Linked DNA regions of Mus musculus: region 1 is linked to region 2. Evidence: chromatin contacts called from public Hi-C data. All regions are on one chromosome and are shown on one strand. Each heading gives the region's core, a stretch centred on a gene start, on an enhancer-like site or on the middle of the called end of the contact. The rest is flanking DNA. Distances are from core to core; before and after follow the strand shown.

Region 1 (2,700 bases), core at 116-2,615, 360 kb after region 2:
TCTCCCCATCCTTCTAGACCCATCCCCCTAGTTTTCTGCATCTAACAACCCAGCTCTCACCGTTCAAGCACATACTTGGGAGGAAAGACTTCTCAAGGCTCAGACTCGTGAAAACACTGTGGGAGAGTGGGTGTGTTTGGCATCCTCCCAAGGCTGTGAGAGATCAGGTTGGGATGAGTTTGGGGATCAGGAGATGCTGAAAGCTGATGTAAGTCAGACAGACAAATCTCATGGCCTGGGGGACCCTTCAGTGTCCAACTGAAAGGCTACATTCACCAGGATGTATAATGAGAGTAACAACCACTGTCAGTTCTCCAGGACTTAATGTGAGGCAGGACCAAGCTAGGTTTGTACAACCTGACCAGGTTGTAAGTTGTATTTAGATCTGCTGGCCTCCCCTCCACACCAGAGGCAAGAAACCTGCACTTTGGAGAGGTTCTGTGACTTGCTCAGTTTCCCTGCCAGGTAGTCAAAGCCAGATCCAGAATAATCTAAATGGACCTCCTGACTTAGAATCCTGGCTCTCCCCTTCCCAGGGGAGTAGCTACACACCTCCTCCATCCTTGCCTCAGTCAGCTTCACTGCTATGACAGAATGACATAGACATGTCTGTTGCCCCAATTTATTTCTCAAAGTTCTTGAACCTGGGGTGCCTACAAGGAGCTGACAAGAGTCTAGAGGTGCACTGTAACATGTAACACATGAAAGCAATAAATGAAGCCAGGCAAGAATTTGGAGGTAGTGGCAGAAAGATCAAGTGTTCATCTCTGGCTACACAGCAAGGTAGTGACCAACTTGGGTCACACTGGGAAATTTGTTTCAAAACATCCCCAAAAAGCAACCAGCAACTGTAGCCTCCGTTCCTGAGCCATTACGGAGTTCCTACTCTGTCTTTGGCCTTGTCCGAGGCCTGGGGAGGAATGCAGAATGGCTTCTGCCCTTCCGGAACACTCAGGGGTCTGTGTTCTAAGAAACAGTGGCAAGGCGAGGCTTGTCACCCATGAAAAGGAGGAGGAATTGTGGCAGAAGTCACTGTGGACTTCAGCGAATTCATGAACGGTTCAAGGAAGGCTGGCATGCCCTGCCTGCTGAGTGCAAAGGAGATCATTATTCACCCTCTGCTGGCCAATTAATGCTGAACTCGGGCTGAACCTTTCCCTCTCCATTTAAATCCTGCCCTTAAGCCCAGAGGAAAGAGGAATCCTCTTCCCAACTTCAGAGGGAAAAAGAAATGGAACAGAACCCCCAAGATCAGCCTTGGTTTTCTCCTTCTAAATAAAGACTTCCGAGCAAGCCTGAGCTATTAGTGTTCATAGTGGGGACTGTGTTCTCGGCTGCTTCCCCTCTGCAGCTGCATCCTGATAGCTCTGGAATGGGGCAGCATGAGCCATCTGCTTGACAGTTTGTTTTATTTGGTAACCTTGACTGCAGACTGATTTGTCGCTCGCTCGGGCAGTTTACTGCCCCCGGGGACAGAGGTTGCTCTCAGCAAGTCAGTGGTGGGCACTAGGGTATGAGACTGAGCTAGTGAGGAGCCTTTGAGGATGGAAACACACCCATACAGCATGGCTGGCTTCTCCAAACCCATTCGTTGCCATGGCAACAGTAGCTGCCACCAATCTAGACCACTGTGCACCTATTTATTAGCATTGGGAGAGGATAGGCCTTGGGTTCAATTCCTGCTTCAGCTATTCTCTACAAGTCAGCCAGCCTTGACAATTCCCTCCTGCAGGTCCAGGTAAAATCACTTACAGCGTGGGAATTATGGTAAAGGTAAGATACAGGCTGCCTGGGAACCCTATTCTCCTGCCTCAGCCTCTGGAATGATGAGATTACTAAGACACCACCTTGCCCAGCTAATGACACTTATTTTTTGAGACAGAGTCTCACTATGTAACCTTGGCTGGTCTGGAACTATGGAGACCAGGCTGGCCTCAAACTCACAGAGCTCTGCCGCCCTCTGCATCCTGAGTGCTGGGATTAAAGGTATGTGTCACATTCCTGGCTCTAATGACACTTTTCTAAATAAGGTGAAATATCTAAACTTGGTATAAGTATCTCACACTGTAAAGGTTCCAATATATACACGGTGCTCACATGGGATATTCTCTGTAATAGCATCAGAAAACGGTGGCCATAGAAACAATGCACTATAAATCCACACAGGCTCACTAAATAAAACTTGTATTTCCATAGTGTGGGTTCTTCTACAGTCATTTAAAGGAGCACGGTTGTCCTCTCTGCTCTAATCAGTCTTCAGAGTCATATCTGGGGGTGGGGTGGGGGTGGATCTGTTTTGTTTTATTATTTTTAAACTCCAATTGTTTCTCTGTGTAGCCCTGGCTGTCCTGGAACTCACTCTGCAGACCTTGAACTCAGAGGTCTACCTGCCTCCACCTCCTAAATGCTGGGATTAAAGGCATGTGCCACCACTGCCCATCTTTAACTCCATTTGTGATATAAAACCAAAGCCCTTAAATTCAATCAGGAAATTGCCATGTAGTGGGGTGGTGTGTGAAGGGAAAACTCACCTGTTTCATCCCACCAAGGCATAGAAGCAGAGCCTTTGGGGTCTCCCAGAACCTCTGTCCTGTCCAGCATGGCCCCACCCATAAGGACTTCAAGAGTGGCAGCCCACCCAGTTAAGTCACTCAAGAGCTGAGAAACCCTGAGGCCACAGGACAGCTGTGGTTGCAGAGG
Region 2 (2,931 bases), core at 330-2,829:
CCAGCTCAGGAACACAGCCTGCTGACCCGAGGCTGCCTGGGAGCTGTATCCTGCTCAGCTGTCTGCCCAGCTTCTCAAAGGAGAATTGTACCACTTACAGCTGGACTGGGGAAAGATTCAGATTCCAGCTACAAAGCATCTTTCTTCCAAATACACATGGCTTCCATGCTGTCACAGCCTCTGACAGTCTCTAAGCTTCACTGTCCTCAGTTGGAGACACTCTGTAGCCAAATCTCAGCCGTGGCATCCCCTTATTCTGCACGTCCCAGGCTATGTTTCTTACTCTTTCTGAACACTTTTTCTATAAGTACAAAAGAACCATTAAGGTTAGCTACTCTCTGGGATATGGTAAAGACAGAGATGGAGTAAGGTGCTGACACACAGGAGGAACTAAGTATACAAACATCACCACATAAAACGTGACCCCAGCCCCTCTGAGGACTGGCTCACCTGGGCATGAACAAGCTTATATGGAATTCTATGCCACCTCAAGCCCCCCTCCCACACCGCTTGATGTATATCATCCTCAGCTAAGATTCTGGAGTTTGAGACTCCCTCCCATCCCTCTCTTTTCTGCCTACATCACCACCTTTCCTTGACCTCTAGTTATGGCCATGAAATTAGCAGCCATGCTGTGCAGTGAAGAAGAGGGGGTTCCTCGACTCAGGGCTTCCTTCAGACAGCTTTGTCCAGTTCTTACTGGGGAAACAATGAGAGAAAGATCTCTGTGTGCTCTGCAGAGCAGCCGACTGGCAGCTGCAGTCTTCTCTTCTAGCAGGGACTTTTCAGGCTTCCTTTTTTTCTCCTTTGAAAACATGGGAGCAGGCCCAGCCAGGGAAGCAGAGCTGAGCCTTGTTCTCTAAAGCAGTGCACGGAGTATGCTAAGCTCCCAAGCCACATCTCCAGCTCGAGAGACTTTAGGGAGCTGGAACTGTGTTGTATCCCCAGTGCGGTTCTGGTCACACAAATCTACGTTTAAATTTTGGATTCCCTGGAGTCTGATGGAGTCACTCGGGTTTGATGACATCAGGACATTTTAAAGCTCCCTAAATAATCCATCGTGCTGTCAAATGAGTCAAACATTGACATCAATAGAATTTAAGTCTGTGCATCTGGCCCTGTGAACACGCAGGGGTGGTAGGTAATAAAGCTGGGGAAGCGACAATGGCCCCAGGCTGAGCCCAAGTCCTCCAGTGTGCGGAGGTGGAATGAGGAAGAAGGGATTCAGTTGTAGGTGTAGAGGCTGAAAGAGCCTTGCCTCAACTAACACCAGCTCCAGCTGTTGATAAAAAGGTTTTCTCTGGGTCCAGAGCAGATGGAGGATCCAGATGGGTTCCTGAATCATCTCCTGCACGGAGGAAGCAGCGTAGCCCTGCTGGCCCCTTGACCTTTTCTCAGGGGAATCAATTGTGGATTTCCAACCTTCCAACCTGGAAGATAATGAATCTGTGTTGCTAAGACACCGGGCTTGTACTAATTTGTGACAATAGCAGGAGGAAATGAGAACACTCATGCTCTGCCCGAGCAGGCTCCTAGTCACAACTTCCTGTGTGCCTCCCTCCTCCCCTTCAGCCTGTGTGGAAGGCCTCATCCTGTTTGAGCACTAGGTGGCCTTGGGTCCTCCACTTGGTGTCTTTGACACAGTCCTCTCATTTGCTAAAAAACCTATAATACAATAGACGTCACCTGCAGCTCTAAGGGTAAACGGGATGACGTCTGGAAGGTCTCTTAGCAACCATGCCTGGCATGAAATTGGTGCTTGATGCTATTTTTAGGCATGGAACAGAATTCTAAAATTTTTGTTCCTGCTCTGGATGGGGTCCCAGCCTTCCCTGAGGGGACAGTCCCTTTCTGAAGTGCATAGGCTGAAGAGAGCTGACTTTCTCTTTCCCACCAGCCCCAGGGCCTCACAGTCTTGCCTGCCACCCTGACAGCAGAGAGAAACTCAACTAGCGGCTCAAATCCTTTTGTTGCCATTTCTTAGCTGAATGACCTCAAAGGAGTGAGCCCACCTCTCTGAGCCTTCTTGCCTCCTTTGTAGAGAACTCATTGTGCGGCCTGGCCCAGGATGTTGGTGTAAGGGTGAAGTATGCTCAGTGTGACTGGGTATATGGCAGGTGTTCAGTAACCAGATAAACTGTCAGTCTCCCTAAAGGAGGAGGGGCTTCCTCTGCCCAGGTTTGGGTGCTTCCAAGTCCCACACGGTTTGCAACCCCATGATAATAATGATTTCTCAGGCTTACAGATTCACTAGGGCTTCAAATGGGATTATAACAAAGAGGTGTCTTGAAGCCTGAACTCTATGGCCTGGAGTTTAAACTCATCAAATAGATTCCAGAAGAGCCTTTCCCAAGTAGATTGGGTAGGCCCCAAGAGCCCAAGACTTTCTGGAACTTTCAGAAGCATCTCCCACTGAGGCTTCCCGCAGAATCCAATTTTTCACGGTAAGCAAACAAGACTCTCAATGGAGCAAAAGAAGAGCATTTTACTCTCGATGCCAGCTGCTCAGACCCATGCAAGTGAGTTCCCGCTTCCTGCCTGGACCTCCAGCTTGTTAGATTTAAACAAATGAAAATATTAAATGCTCAATTTCAGATAAATAACAAGTAATTTTTAAGGAGTAAGTAAGTCTCAAGTACTGCATAGGACATTTAGCTGCTCCACCTTAACCATGCCTGCCAGAAACTTGTAAAGTCAAATTCAAGGCCCCGCTCGCAGGGGAAGTGAAGTTGCTGAACTCTTTCTCAGGCAAGAATGTGACAACCCAAACTCAGAATGTCTCTATCAGATGTGCCCCAGTTCTGAAAAGCAGCTAGGGACCCTTCATCTTCAGCATAAGAATAACCAGTGTGTGCACGGGTGGGGGTGGGAGGCCAGAAGACGCGTATTTTGGTAGTAATTGTTGCTGCCTCCCAAGCTAGTCAGGGACTC

What was found. Hi-C and Micro-C count contacts between places; a contact is called where the count stands out from the background.
Region 1: a contact with region 2 is called in a Hi-C map of cortical neurons, with 7 times the contacts expected there. The contact joins two enhancer-like sites. A contact is called at or near these places in 1 of 484 Hi-C or Micro-C datasets (cortical neurons) and 2 of 115 datasets of contacts at active chromatin or transcription factors (embryonic stem cells and regulatory T cell precursor).

Annotation. Positions count from the first base shown.
Region 1 is chr11:32,117,981-32,120,680 of GRCm38.p6, forward strand. No RefSeq gene overlaps it. Among named protein-coding and RNA genes, the nearest start is that of Gm51888, 7.9 kb to the right of the region's middle. Within about 2 kb of position 1,366, at least 95 of the 459 cell types and tissues checked have an H3K27ac peak or open chromatin away from gene starts, as enhancers often do. A contact at or near this core is called in cortical neurons, where this site is marked.
Region 2 is chr11:31,758,507-31,761,437 of GRCm38.p6, forward strand. No RefSeq gene overlaps it. Among named protein-coding and RNA genes, the nearest start is that of Gm39674, 8.7 kb to the left of the region's middle. Within about 2 kb of position 1,580, at least 74 of the 459 cell types and tissues checked have an H3K27ac peak or open chromatin away from gene starts, as enhancers often do. A contact at or near this core is called in cortical neurons, where this site is marked.